3 separate regions of the Mus musculus genome follow, and regions 1 and 3 are each linked to region 2. The links are chromatin contacts, called in public Hi-C and Micro-C maps. All regions are on one chromosome and are shown on one strand. Each heading gives the region's core, a stretch centred on a gene start, on an enhancer-like site or on the middle of the called end of the contact. The rest is flanking DNA. Distances are from core to core; before and after follow the strand shown.

Evidence for each region. A called contact is a pair of places that touch in the nucleus more often than the background predicts.
Region 1: a contact with region 2 is called in a Micro-C map of trophoblast stem cells, with 3 times the contacts expected there. The contact joins two enhancer-like sites. A contact is called at or near these places in 20 of 484 Hi-C or Micro-C datasets (brown adipocytes, cerebral cortex, cortical neurons and 8 more), 2 of 115 datasets of contacts at active chromatin or transcription factors (both in embryonic stem cells) and 1 of 9 other capture datasets (embryonic stem cells).
Region 3: a Hi-C map of uterus shows a contact between it and region 2, with 2.5 times the contacts expected there. The contact joins two enhancer-like sites. A contact is called at or near these places in 2 of 484 Hi-C or Micro-C datasets (both in uterus) and 2 of 115 datasets of contacts at active chromatin or transcription factors (both in embryonic stem cells).

What each region holds. Positions count from the first base shown.
Region 1 is chr6:93,549,132-93,554,092 of GRCm38.p6, reverse strand. No RefSeq gene overlaps it. Among named protein-coding and RNA genes, the nearest start is that of Gm22312, 42 kb to the right of the region's middle. Within about 2 kb of position 2,647, at least 4 of the 459 cell types and tissues checked have an H3K27ac peak or open chromatin away from gene starts, as enhancers often do. A contact at or near this core is called in trophoblast stem cells, where this site is marked.
Region 2 is chr6:93,726,292-93,731,185 of GRCm38.p6, reverse strand. The region is part of intron 12 of Magi1 (membrane associated guanylate kinase, WW and PDZ domain containing 1); the gene reads left to right. Among named protein-coding and RNA genes, the nearest start is that of Gm23035, 65 kb to the left of the region's middle. Within about 2 kb of position 3,400, at least 36 of the 459 cell types and tissues checked have an H3K27ac peak or open chromatin away from gene starts, as enhancers often do. A contact at or near this core is called in trophoblast stem cells and uterus, where this site is marked.
Region 3 is chr6:93,597,277-93,601,615 of GRCm38.p6, reverse strand. No RefSeq gene overlaps it. Among named protein-coding and RNA genes, the nearest start is that of Gm22312, 90 kb to the right of the region's middle. Within about 2 kb of position 2,040, at least 11 of the 459 cell types and tissues checked have an H3K27ac peak or open chromatin away from gene starts, as enhancers often do. A contact at or near this core is called in uterus, where this site is marked.

The DNA.
Region 1 (4,961 bases), core at 1,398-3,897, 180 kb after region 2:
TGTCAGATCCCCCGGTACAGGCATTACAGATGCTTGTGAGCCACCATGTGGGTGCTGAGAATTGAACCTGGGTCCTCTGCAAGTGCAGTCAGTGCTTTGAACCACCAAGCCACCTCTCCAGCCCCAGATGATAATCTTGATATGTTTCTGGTCACACGATATCACTGGGTTTACACATTGTGATGAGCAATCTTGGTTATAAGCTTAAACCAGCCAAGAGATAAGCCACTGAGAACACCTGTCAGGGCTTTTCCTTTTTTTTTTTTTTTAACTTTCTTTTTCTTTTCCTTTTTTTAAGGAAAAAAAATTTACTGATATGAAATGAACTTATAAAGTCTCCACAGAGGACATGTGGTTTTCACCGCTATATAATTAAATGTATTAGTAAGGTTATTAATTACACCTATGTCATTTTGTAACCTGAACATCCTGTAAACAATTAGGTGTACTGTAAAACAAGTGAGTCCCTGATTCTCGGCAGTCGCTGGTTTACTAATTAGTAAGATTACGCAATCGCGTCTACATTCTGGAGTGTGCGTTTACTCTCAGGCGGGAGTTAAGTGGAGTCAGAGCACAGCCACACAGGGACAGGGACAGCTCAGAACAGTTGACTCTGCTCCACTGTCCTCAGGACAGGTGGCACTTCCTCTGCTTGAGCAACGGCAGCCTTGGTGACCATCTGCAATGCGGCTCCTGGTCTCTGAATGCAGTCTATGGCTACGTGCGGCTACTTGTGCACCCGTAGAACAACTTGAAGTTTACTTCTTGTAAGCAAGTGCAGCATCGTTCTCAGCTGTTTTGCATATTTAAATAGTATAGTCTAATTATTCATAAACAAATAAAACACACAAATACTCTTAATTCTATTTTTAAAAAAATTTCTATCAGCCCATAATACCTCTCATATGGCTTACACAAACACATGGTGAATTTCTGCTAGGTGCATGAATTGCCTTAGATAATTCGACTTAGTAATGAGTGTTTCATATTTCATGCCATGAAATGTGCACTACTGACATTTATTTTACGCAGCATCAAGGAATTCCAAATCCTGAATGCCATAGCTAACTTTAAAACCTCCTCAAAGTTGTGGCTCTGCAGCCGGTTTAGCAGATTAAATACAAAGTAGTCTAGCTCATAAGAGATTCTCTTGATCATGTCATTTGATGTGGGGAGACCCATGCTACATGTTCCCAGTGCCTTCTGGTGGCAGTGGATAAAAAGAGGCTGTGCTCTTTAGCTGCTTGCCTTTGCACTCTACTGGCAAGTTCATCTACTCTGCTGCAACTGCTCCCGCTGCTGCAGAAATTCTCGGCTGACTTCAGAACCATCTTTTTCAGATGTGAACTGAAGACCATTAGCTTTCCCTCAGGCCTTCAAGGCATCCTACCTTTTGTACTGAGCAGCTGTTGGCTACTCGGTCTTTCCTGTGTGACAATAGCCATTGCTGGACTGCCCAGATCACTTGTATAAGCCGATCCCTTTTCTTTTTTTTTTTTTTTTTTTTTTTTTTTTTTTTTTTTTTTTTAAAGATTTATTTATTTATTATATGTAAGTACATTGTAGCTGTCTTCAGACACTCCAGAAGAGGGAGTCAGATCTCTTTACGGATGGTTGTGAGCCACCATGTGGTTGCTGGGATTTGAACTCTGGACCTTCGGAAGAGCAGTCGGGTGCTCTAACCCACTGAGCCATCTCACCAGCCCCCGATCCCTTTTCAAGATATGTTCATCCTATCAGTTCCGTTCCTCTAGTTGGTCATAACCCTTTGGGAGCTGAATAAGCCTTTCACCGGGGTCACATATTAGATATCTTGCATATTAGATATTTATAGTATGATTTAAAACAGTAGCACAATTCCAGTTACGAAGTTGCAATGAAATAATTTTATGGTGCGGGGGGTGGGGGGGGGGTTGGTCACTACAACCCGAGCATCTGTATTAACAGCATTAGGAAGGTTGAGAACCACTGCTCGAGAGAACCCTGACATTTGGATGACCACTCATCCAAGTAGGGAGAGAGAATACATTTATCAGTTTTCACATCGCTCTATGGGATTTGGGCTCCCATAGAGCTTTTTTTGCTTCAGGCTGGGCAAATGTTATGGGTGGGTTTTCCCATTCCCACTTCCTACTCAGTCTCTAACATAAATGCTGAGTTTATGTCTAAGTTTTACTCCAGAGGTAACATGGGGATTATTTACAACTTCTCTGCATAAGGTGAGTTGGATTTATATACCTAGTAGCCACTGGCACCTACTTTAAGCTCAGCCAGAGTTACGGACTGTGGGACATTTGCACATGTTGTCCGTCTTCTTTTGGCCGCAGTCTGAGAGCAGTTGACAGCTAGAGGTAGACTTTAACTATTTGGGAGGTTACTACACCTCCAGAATGATCCCGGTGTTTTGGGGCTGTCTGGCTTATTGTCTAACAATCTCTCCCATCGCTGGTCTGTAGAGCATAGTGTGTTTGTAGTCTCCTCCTCCTCATGTTCCTGCTTCATTATGATTTCATTTCAACAGCAACAGGCACAGCTCACCCATGTCTTTTTCTAAGGGACTGGCTGACGTTGTAAATGGCTTATATTGCACCCTCTTTCCTTCCTGTGCTTTGATGGCGAATTCTTTTTCCTTATCAGACAAAGCTGTGCATATGCTTATAGCAGAGAATGCAAAGATAAGCAAAAAGAAGCAAATAAAAATGCCAGCAGTCACACCAGGCTGAGATAGCCTCTGATAACAGTGTCTCCCAAGTTTGTAGTCCCTTGGGGAGCTGTTAAGAAAGACCAATGGCTGTCCTTCCACTCAGGTGGTCTGAGCTGGCCTGCCAGGGAAGTTTCTCAAGGTCTAATGTGCAAATCTAGGAGACATTCAGTCTAGACATTAGGCTATAAAATGTGTGCTTTATTCCAGAATATAGTTTTGTTACCCGATTTCATCATTTAATTGTTTATTATAAGCATCATTTCATAGAAAGACGACAGATCTAACCCATCTTCTTAATAGTTTCCCAGTGTGAGTTAATTTAATCATTCTCTTGTGGTTTGGGTAAAAGGGGATGTTCTCACCTAGGCCAGGGTGTGTGTGGGGGTGGGGTGGGGGGGGAGATAAGAACAGAAATGTCCTGGTAGGCATCAGAAAGATAACACATGCAGAGCATGCCAGGGTAAGTGTGGCTTGTGTTATGTTTTTCTTTTCCTTCTTTCCTTTCCTTTCCTTTCCTTTCCTTTCCTTTCCTTTCCTTTCCTTTCCTTTCCTTTCCTTTCCTTTCCTTTCCTTTCCTTTCCTTTCCTTCCCTTCCCTTCCCTTCCCTTCCCTTCCCTTCCCTTCCCTTCCCTTCCCTTCCCTTCCCTTCCCTTCCCTCTTCCCTTCCCCTTTCTTTCTTTCTTTCTTTCTTTCTTTCTTTCTTTCTTTCTTTCTTTCTTTCTTTCTTTCTCTCTCTCTCTCTTTCTTTCCTTCTTTCTTTCTTCCTTTCTTTATCTCTCTCTCTCTCTCTCTTTCTCTTTCTTTCTGTCTTTGTTTTTTGTTTTTGGTTATTGGAGTCCTTGGCTATAAAGCTATGGTTTTGAGTAGGTCAGCACTCGTAGTTCATTCAGTTATTTATTTTATTCACACCACTGACACACGATGAGCATCACACTGGGGACACCAGAGTTAGATTTTTTTTTCACCCTAAGGAATCTATGCTCTAAAAGAAAGCAGAGGCAGATGAGCCAACAGTCTATGTTTGTTTATAGAGCACTTCCCTCTGCCCCAGGCCCTCTTGATAACCTCAGTGAGTAGACTTCCTGGGTTAGTGGTCAGCATTACCTAAGGAGGTCAGCATCATGGGAATTATTCCCTTCCACCAGAGACTGAGATCAGGAGAGAAGGCTGCCCAGGGTTACACCACCAAGTGGTAGCAGAGCTAAGGTCACACGAGTGTTTTTAGGTGAGATATGAATGAGGTCTCTTCACACCAGATAAGACATCAACCACAACTCTGTCCAAGTCCATCTTGAAGAACCAGCGAGTTTGATGAGCTTACTTACAGAGCATGTACGAGGGCTGATTTATAGGAATATGGGTAACCCCAAAGCTGCCTCATCACCCAAAAGTTTCAACCAGAAGGCATGATAATTTCCCTACAGCTGAATAGAAGGAGTCCCCATCAGTTAACTTGCCACACACTTTTATTCTCAAATACCTCCCTAGAACACACAACCACAGGCAGCTTGAATGGAATAAATATTACTTGCAGGAAGGAGGCTCTGAGATCTCATATGAGGGTCTGATCCCTCTCATGTGAGAGTCTGATGATCCTTCCTACCCGCTCCTCCTATGAAGACACGTCGATAGGTTCAGTCTGAGGCTCTCTTGCAGAAGTCAAAGCCTCTCTGATCAGGATGGTAATGGATGCTGTGTTTGCAGCACAGAATGTCCTGTAACAGCTAGGAGTCAAGCCAAGGTACTCTGGCTCCAGTGACCAGAGCTCCCACTCTCCACTGTTATAGGAACCCACACAACCACAGACAGCAGGTTAGACTAGAACAGTCATTATGGAAATTAGTGTGGAAGCTTCTCAAAAAAAAATTAAAGATAGAGATACCATATTACCCAGCTGGACCACACCTGGGAATATATCCAAAGGAAACCATATCCTCCCCAAAAGATCCTTGCACATCTATATTTATTGCTGCATTATTCAAGGAACGCAAGGAAATGGAACCAGCTAGATGCCCATCAGCAGATGGATCGATAAAGAAAATGTGGTACATGTCCTCAGTGGAATTTTATTTAGGCATAAAGAAAATGAAATATGAAATCATGAAGTTTGCAGGATCTGGAAATGATCTTAAGCAAGGTAGCCCCTACTGAGAGAAATCTCACATATTCTCTGTCACATGCTGATCCTAGCCTTTAAAGCTGCATATGTGCATATGTGTATATAAGTGTTTTATAGGTCATGAAACTAGACTGGGCT
Region 2 (4,894 bases), core at 2,151-4,650:
CACGTGTCCTTTCAAGCGTTTGCTTTAGCAGAACATCCTCTCCTCTGTGTCTGCTTCAGTGAAACATTCCTTCACGAGTCTTCTTAGTCCTTCACCTGTGTCCACCTCAGGAAAACACTCCTTCACGCCTGTGCCCCAGCCAAACTCCATCTGACTTTCCAAAGAACCCTCAAGTTTCCACATCACTTGTGTGAGGAAGTTTGCCCTGTGGGATAATCTTTTCTCTATTCTGTCAAGGTAAACCTCACACGTGTTAGTACCATATTGCATTAATTAATATTTTACTGGAAAGAGGGCCTGCATGGGTCTGCAGCAGGTCCTCTGCGTCTGATTGCTTCCAGTTTAGTGTTTTTATGGAATTCCTGAGTGTGTGAAGGTGTGGGTCTCTTGTTTCTTGTGCCTTTTTTTGGGGGGGGGCTCTTTTCCTTCTGTTTGTTCTGTTAGATTTTGATGTGTCAGTTTTGGTTTTATCTTACTCTATTTGAGTACATTATCCCTTAGAAGCCTCTTTTTCTTTTCCAATGAGAGACAGAAATGGTGTGGATCCAGATGAGAAGGGAGGTAGGGAGGAACTAGGAGGAATAGATGGAGGGGAAACCATAATCAGAATGTATAACGTGAGAAAAAAATCTATTTTCAATACTTGAGGAAAAAAAGAACAGAGGTTATAAATGACAGGGTGGGGAGACTGCTGAAACACTTCCTGATCCTCCGGCATCCCCGACAGGTGCAAACGTGTTCTCAGACTTGCTGAGTGTTTGTTTTTATAATCATGCTCAGATATTAATCACAGCCCCTATCTGTGAACATACGTCTTTACAATTCTTATTAGTAGAATCTTTAGTATCTTCAAAAATAGCAATGTCTCCTTACAAGTGTGAGCTTCCTCCCGGCAACATCAAATGTGCTTTTTCCGTGCCAAGTTGTTACCTAGGTTTGTTTTCCATTCCTCATTAATCTTTCTTGTGTTTCACAATTTCCCTATGTTCTTTTGCTCTTGCCACATGTAATAAATGCTACTCTAATGGACCCAGCACACTTCAGAACCAAGCTCATCTCCCATGGATGCTGACATGTAAAGTGCGCTTACTCACGTCTGTTTTCATACTGTCGCATGCCTACTTCAGTTCTAGGACACTCGCTGCCTAAATGATTAGCCGTAAATGATTCTGTGTTACTATTTTGTCATCTCCATCTTTGAAGAAAGATTGCTCAGAAGATCCTGTTTCCAGTAACAGCTTAGCAGATGCTAGAACATTCCACTAGAGCCCAGTAGAAGGCGCTGCAGTGAGAGAAGCCCATCTCAGTGATCTGCTGGCCTCAGGCAACACCAGGGTTTTTAGTCAGGCTTCTAGTTTGTTGCTCCGTATGGTCATCAATCCCGGCATGATTAACCCTGCAAAGGCTATATTTAAAGAGACTTCCCTATCGTTGGCATGAACACTAGTCTGTATTTGAAAAATCATTTGGAGATAGTTAGAATTAAGTCTGTTCTCTCATAGACTTTTTGTTGTTGTTTCTAAATTTAAAAGTGGATTATGTTCTCTAGTGATTTTTGCAGTGCATGCCACCTACCAAAGTGACAGATGACTACATTAAAAATAGCAACACTGCCCATGAAATTAATGAAATTCTGTGTTTGTGGAATTAGTCTGCTCTGATAAAGCAACTTTTACTAACATCCTGGGAGGCTGAAGGAGGGAAAAGGCTGGTTTCAAGTGAGGCCTGGATGCCATAACACATCCGTCCCCCAGTTATAACAACGACTGTCTGCGGGTGTGAGGGACTCCTGTCTCCTCTAGGACAGTCAATTGTGGGACCCATGTTCTGAATCCCTTTGAGACCCATTTGTGTTTGCTTGTGGCAGTTTCTCTGTCCTGCTCTTTAAAATGCAAAGAATTCAATTTCCCCGTTATCTGTTATTGTTGTTGAACTTGGGCAGAAGGTACTTAATTTCTTAGTCTCTCCTTAGTTTTCTCTTGTAACTACTCAGTAAGAGAAGTAATGGTTTGGCCTGTTCTGGCCCCTTGTCATGGCTGCCACTCGCTGGTGGGGCAAGCATAGCCTGGGCCAGCCTTAGGCAGTGTTTCTGAACTTCCATGTTGTTATCTGAAATCTGGGTAGAAGGGCACTCTCTTATGTTGTAACCAAGATGGGACTGACACTGGTTTGTCACACGCTTTGGTGCACTGGAGGTGGGAGGTTCTGCCTTAGAGCCCTTGCTTTGTCTGAGTGGATGATGCTTGCAAAGGGAGAGGGGGTAGCACTCTTGGAGATGTGCTGTCACTCTGGACTTTTGACTTAATTGTCTGCAGTTGGAGATCAGGAAGAGGGGCAAGGTGATTGGCATGTTCTTTTGGCTGCGGTGAACAGAAGAAACTCAGCAGCACCGAATAGGGGACTTCCGGGTGAAGTCTCCAGTGAGATAGCTCAGTGCCTTTGGCCTCCTTTTTAAGTCGTTCTGAAGACATTCTCAATTTGCAAAGTAAGGAACTGGCAACTTATGTTCAGTTGCTCAATTCTGTTTTACAAAAATGTGCTGGTTTGTGAAAGAGCCCTGCAGTAGGGAAGAGGCCCCCAAGAAGAGTCTAGGATAGGAGAATGTGTGGGGATGGCCAAGGCACTCTTCCTCCCATGACTGCTGCTTCCAGGGCCCCTTAATTTAAGGGGAGGCAGAGTCCCAGGCCATGGTTACATTTGTTACTCTTTTGTGTGCCGCCCCTTACTTACTATGACATTTATTGAGAAAGCCCTTTCATGTAGTTCTGCCCTCTTACAGTTGGAGGGATCACCCAGAGCTTGTCAAATCCGCAAGCAGAAGGGAAACACGGAATGAGCTGAGCACTTTCTGTGTGCTTGAGGATTTCCACAATACCCATGGATGGTGTTTTTGCCTTCGGTTTTTGGTGTGGTTGTTGTTGTTGTTTTGTGTTTGGTTGGTTTTTGTTTTGTTTTAAAAGAATAAAAGCAGTCACAGAAACTTTATGACACCCTTTAAAATTGTTTCCCAGTGCTTGCTGACATTAAGCTCTCCCATCCACATTAACTTTTAGCCTGATTTGCCAAGAAAAACAACAGGAAAGAGCTAACTTTAGACAGGCAAGGCGAGAAGCAAGGGGTCCTCGGCCTTCACCCACCGCTGTGAGCGTGACTTGTGCTTCCAGCGCACTTCCTCTTCCCTGCCACACACGTAGTGCTCCCTTCTCTTGCTTTTCCCTGGCTAGCAGATTCCATTCAGTGGCCTCACCGGTCCTGGACCTTTCCTGCATCTTAAACACACTTGACCTGTAAAAGTTTGTAATGAGACTCACCTGGGGAGGGCCTGCGTCTATTGGCTGTGTGGACTGAAGCCGACGCCTACATTCCACCTGTAAGTTCACTTAAGTGGTGACTGGCTGGACAAAGTGTCAGCTCCTCCCCCGACCCTAGAACTCTTTAGAAATTGACAGAGCCAGGAAACGCCTCCTTCCCGGCTCAGTAACTACAGTCACTTAGCTCACGTAGATACTGTTTCACCGAGAGGATTTTGAAGACATTTAATATCTCCAGGGGACACAAATGGGCTTCGCATGATACATCCTTTGCTCTTTGGAAAGCCTGACCCCTGTGTAAGTGGCTTCTTTAGGTCTGACTTGCAGACTCTTTGGGTAATGCAGTGCCATGGCGGACTGTGTCATGGAATTGTCTTGCTGTTATAAACCACAGCCTGTGCTATATGAGACTTCTTAAAGTTTGATTTGGTGTTAAGTAGTCTTATAATAAAGTCAAAAGAAATCACCATATCCTTACAAAAGGCATCAGAAACGTGCCTTCCTATTTAAAAAAAAAACAAAACAAACATTGTGACGTAAGAGAAACTAACACCCTCCTCAGGCTCTTAGGCCTTTATGGAGATGCATGGTTTGGCCTGCAGAAAGCAACTGCCCATCTTCCCATTAGCACGCATATGCCAGAGAATGGGAGCCATTTGGAACCTTGTGACTCCTGTTGTAGTGAAAGTTTGTTTCATAAGCAAAGATAAGAAGGTCTCCTATCTCAGACTGGGGAAAAAAAATCTCTGAGAACATATGAATTTCCTGGGGCTGGCAGCTTACAGTAGGTTTGAGCTCTGAGAAGCAAGCTTGTTGTCATGGGAAGTCAGGACACAAGGTGGCACAGTGGAACCTTGTTGTGTGCCTCCGGAGTAAGGCTGCTGGAGTTGAGCTGTGCCTGGCGGCTCACTAAGAAATAAATCCCGCAGCAGAGCAGGGATCAAGAGTTGTTACTTAGGCACTGTAGCCTCGATGGTACTAAAGTGCAAGGCCAGGTTGCCCCTCCCAGGTACCTTGTCAGTCTTTCCTGGAGTCCTTGAGATATAGGCTCACTCCATAAGGTCTGCACATTTACATGTTCATTGGAGATTTAGTCCTGAAGCTCAGCATAGACAGATAAGGTGGATCAGAGACAATTAAATGTATAAACAACAATAACAAATAGAGATGTGGGCAAATACAGTTATTTTAGGGAGTGTCAGCATATCTGGCAACAAGCTGGATTTGTAAATCAATTATGATAAAAGGTGTCACTTCATATCTGCTGGGAGCCTCAGTCAATCCTGAGCTCCCTGTGTAAAGAAGGTGAGAAGTTGCGCATGCATAAAGCTTTGGCCTTATTGTTGCAAGGTGCGGGGAGCAGCCAGTGAAAATGTCCAGGGAGAAGAAGTGAATGGCCCCTAGACTAGAGTATACAGACAAAGCGGGCGACTCGAGTGGAACTGAAATGGACCAAAGGCAGCTCAGATGAAGGAGGGCGTGGCAGGATTCAGGGAAGAGTGTGGGGTGCATTGACATGATGCTGGGAAACCACAATTTTATGTAGCCGAGAGACCACGTTGTCAGATCTGTGCTGCACATCT
Region 3 (4,339 bases), core at 791-3,290, 130 kb after region 2:
AATGCAGATGGGCCAAGCTGAATATAGGTGATGCCTGTCCTGGAAGGTGGTTCTGTACAGAAAGCAGACTGAGTCAACCAAGAAGAGCAAGCTAGTGTGCAATGCTCATCTATGTCTGCTTCAGTTCCTGCCTCCAGGCTTCTTCCATGAGTTCCCTTGCTGAACTGAGAGAGGTAAGCCAAGATAAACCAGTTGTGGGATATTTACCGGAGAAGACTGCTGGAACATGTGTTTAAGCCAATAGGAAGTCTTTATTAGCAGGCCAACAACTACCCTGGTTGTTTGGGGTTCCAATGTAGCTTGAAGCCTTTCACAAAAATCATGTTCTGAGTTGACATACTTCAGTGAACAAGAACAGTTAGCCAGGAGTGCAATTACAGAAGCCAAAAGCAAGGTTAGTACATTTAGAGACTTTCCCAGAACTATGGACTTTGATGGATTGGGCCTTTGTTTCAGTTTTGACAGGTGGTGCTGTCTACAAGTTGAGTTTTACAGCCAGAATGGGACTTCTATCATGGAGTTGGTTGTGCTAAGATCAGGGGGACTATTCAGGTCTGGAGCCCTGTTACAAACCCTTTCTCCCCAAGTTACGTTTGGTCATGGTGTTTATCATAGTGGTAGAGTGAGACAAGAGCTTTCACTAGATCTTTAGAAGGAGGCAGGGGGCAGCAGGTATGGTTAGCAAACAATTTGAACAGAGTTAAACTAAAGGCCAGCATAAAGGTATAGAAGACCTAAAAGATAATCTACCACCACAGATGGTCAAAATCAAGTCTTCAGTCATTCTCTATAAACCTAAGTGCTGTTGGTCACCCCTTTCCCACCTTTGTACGACCACTACTTTGTACCCCCTCTCTAGAGGAACTTCTGTATTACTTTTTTCTGGGACGCTTTGTGGAGTTGGGATGGTATCCAGTGTCACCTGGCACCAGAATGCTGAGAGCCAGGCTGATCCCAAGCTTTCTCAGAGGTCCTGATTGAAAGGACAAAGGGAACTTAACTCTGTGTCCTTGCAGAAGAGCAGACTTGGCAAGGTCTGGTCTGGAGCTGCGGCCAAGGCCTCAGAGAACTTAAGGATTTGGTTCCTGTGAACTTGGCTTTTCCCCCTGAAGAGACTGGACTTATCAGTTCCAAGGCCACTGTGTGCTTAGGCTCTAATGCCCTTGAGATATTCTGTATTCCCTTTGTATAGTATTACTTGATTAGCTTCCTGCTGAATTCATCTCACTTCTCCCCCAAAATATGACTATAAGATTATAACTTCTCAATAATGTTGTTTGGCATAGACATAGCTTATGCAAGACCTCTTGGCTTTTTAAAATCCCCTGTATTTCTGATCTTTTAGATCTTTCTCCTCATGAATCTGTCACTGAAGAATGACCTGGTCCTGGTCAAGAACAGTACAAACAGAATCAAGATTCAGGAGGGAACTGAACATTCCATGTTAGATAGTAACTGGAGCTGGAGTGGGTAAGAAGATAGGTAACTGGGACTTAGGCTCAACAACAGCATGGCAAGTTCCATGCTGTTAAATACTTACTTCTCTGGCACAGTGGCCTCCATTCTCATTCTTCTTGTCCTTGTTAGCTATGGGACAATACCAGCTTTAAGTCTTTAACCAGCTTAGACCCCAAGGCACGCAGAGATTTCCCAGCTTTCTCTGTTCCTGCGCCCTCATCCTATCCCACTTCAGAATTCTCCATTTGAAGGTCTCATGCCATTTCTGCCCTTTCACATCATGGTAGGACAGTTGGAATCACTCTTATCCATTATCAGAAATCAGTGTTTGAAGTAAATGCTTTGGTTGGTAGCAGCATCCAGTACTAGGAATGGACCTGTAGGGTGCTTGGTACACAGAACACCCTATGAAAGAAATAGAGAAATGCATCTACTTTTAGGGGAAATGGGGTTACTAAAGGCCAGATTTCCTGTTCTCCTAACTGTAGACAGCTGTTCTTTGTCCACCCCTGAGGAGAGGAGCAGAGAACTCCTTTCTGGAGATGCTGACTGTGTTACCACCCTTCAGTGAAGTGATCCAATCCACCGACTTCCTTCCTGCACAGGCGGCTTCTGACTTAGTAATAATAACAGATGGTCCATGCTCTCAGAGGGCTGCCTTCAGTTCGAAAGAAAGACATCTTCATTGTCTTGGAGAAAGAGAGATGAAGCAAGACCCCCCCCCCCTCTCCACCCCACATATAAACAAAAGAACCTCAGTAAATGTTAAAGTGGGGAAATGGCAACAGCAGTAGTTATGCTCAGAGATGTTAGATGATATGACAAGAGGCTGTCAAAAGGAAATATAAAAGAATCCCCAAGAGATATGACTTTAGGAAATTAAACAATGTTGTAAGACCTTGGTCCTCTGCATATATAGCGTGCTGCTTAGTGTTCTTTTGGGATGGCTAACAGAGGGAGCAGGGGCTGTCTCAGACTCTTTTGCCTACTTTTGAGAACATTTTCAGTCTACTGGATTGCCTCGTCCAGCCTTGGTGTGCCAGTGTGGGTCTAATCTAATTACAACTTGATATGCCTTGTTTGATTGCTATCCCTGGGGAGGTCTGCTTTTTTTCTGAAGGGAACCAGAGGAGTCATGGATATGGGGGAGAAGGGAGGTGAAGGTAAGAGACTGGGAGGAGAGGAGGGACGGGAAGCTGTGGTTGGGATCTGATCTATGAGAGAAGAGTAAATGAAAAAGAAAAACGATGTAATAAACTAGACACCAAGACTAAAATGGAAAGTTCTACAGAAGGACACACTGAAGAGAGACTGACAGGGGAGCACAAAGAAGGACACAGGGTGGTTCCAGGACATCTGGGATACAAGCAGCAGCATCTCAGGGAATAGCAGAGAACCCGGAAACAGCAGCAAATCACACTGGGGATCGGGGACCAGAGAATGAAGGGGCAAGCACAGGGTTTAAGGGATCCGTCTGCGAACGCTGTTGTGAACTGAGCAACGTGGCCTACGCACATGGCTCAGAAAGAACGGAGACTCTGCAGATAGTGCCTAACCCCAGTAACACTGGCAAGTTAGGGAACAACACTAAGCATACCAGTAAGCTGACTGTAAATATGGAGTTAAGTACCAAGGAGAGGGAGCAAGGCTGGAGTTTGCGCCTAAAGAGCAAACTGATGAACTGGTATGCATTGAAAGCTTGCTGTCTTCAGAGTCTCATTAAATATGCAGCGTGATATTTAAAACAATGTACCCGTATTAGTGTGAGGCCATATCTACTTTTATTCTGCGTGCATGTACTCCTAAAACATTTGGTACTCAACTATAAAATTTTCCAGATTGGGGGAAAAAAATCTTAGTGGAAATCAAAGGCAGTTCAAGAATATAAATCCTACAGTCAGCTGGGTGATTCAAAAGATTTTTATTTTTTATGAAAAAATTTAAGATAAGCAACTTTTGCCTCATTCTTGGAGTAAGAAGCTTGCCTCAGGTGAGAGAGGACTCCGTGCTGCCAGACTGCAGTTGCAAGATTTAGCAAAAACAATCAGTCAGAGGGACAAACCAGGACAATCATTTACATTTGAATCTTGATGAAACAGTTATTGTTTTAGCCCAAGTATGTCCCCAACACTAAAGAGACATATACTAAAATATTTTCATTATTTACTGGATACCAATAAATGTTGCAATTGTAATGGGGCTTGGGAGGAAATGGTTAGACCTCTTTAGTTGTTGTTTTTACTAGCCCATCTGTTATTCATGATCAATAACCTGCTTACAATGCCTCTCTTTTAGGGTCATTCAAGTTTTGGTGTTAATGAGTTCCACAAGATGACCAAGCACTTCCAACTGCAAAAGAGTAAGTTCATCTACTGTCCTGGTATAGTTTTCTGTCACAGGATAATGACCAAAATAATGTTTTGGATGGAAACCTTAGGAGTAAGTTCAGCTGAATGTATGGCAAGCAAGTCCATTCCCTTCAGTGGGAAAGGGAAAGTGGAGGGACACTCGGTAGAGGCTAGTAACCCTGTCTAAGGCTGTCAGACACACAGTTGCTCTCTCCCTCCCTTTGAACTGAGCTCCAGTTGTCTTAATAGTCAGAGCTGACACCTGTCAAGCTTTCCTCTCTGTCAGCTCTTGCTGGAATGATTCTCTGGGACCGCTTTCACCTTCGGCACAGTTGAAGAATAATTTGTTCTTCTTCGTTGGCAATTGGATGGTCAGGGCTGGCATTTGCACTTTTCAAATTCTTTCCAGAATTCAATTCTTCAAAAGAAGTCATCAAGTAGCCAGCTGTGTGTCTCTGGTTTTCAATTGCTTCCAGCATGGGAAAAAAAAAATCTATCATGGAGTCTGAAAATTTGAGCTTCATAATTTGGGG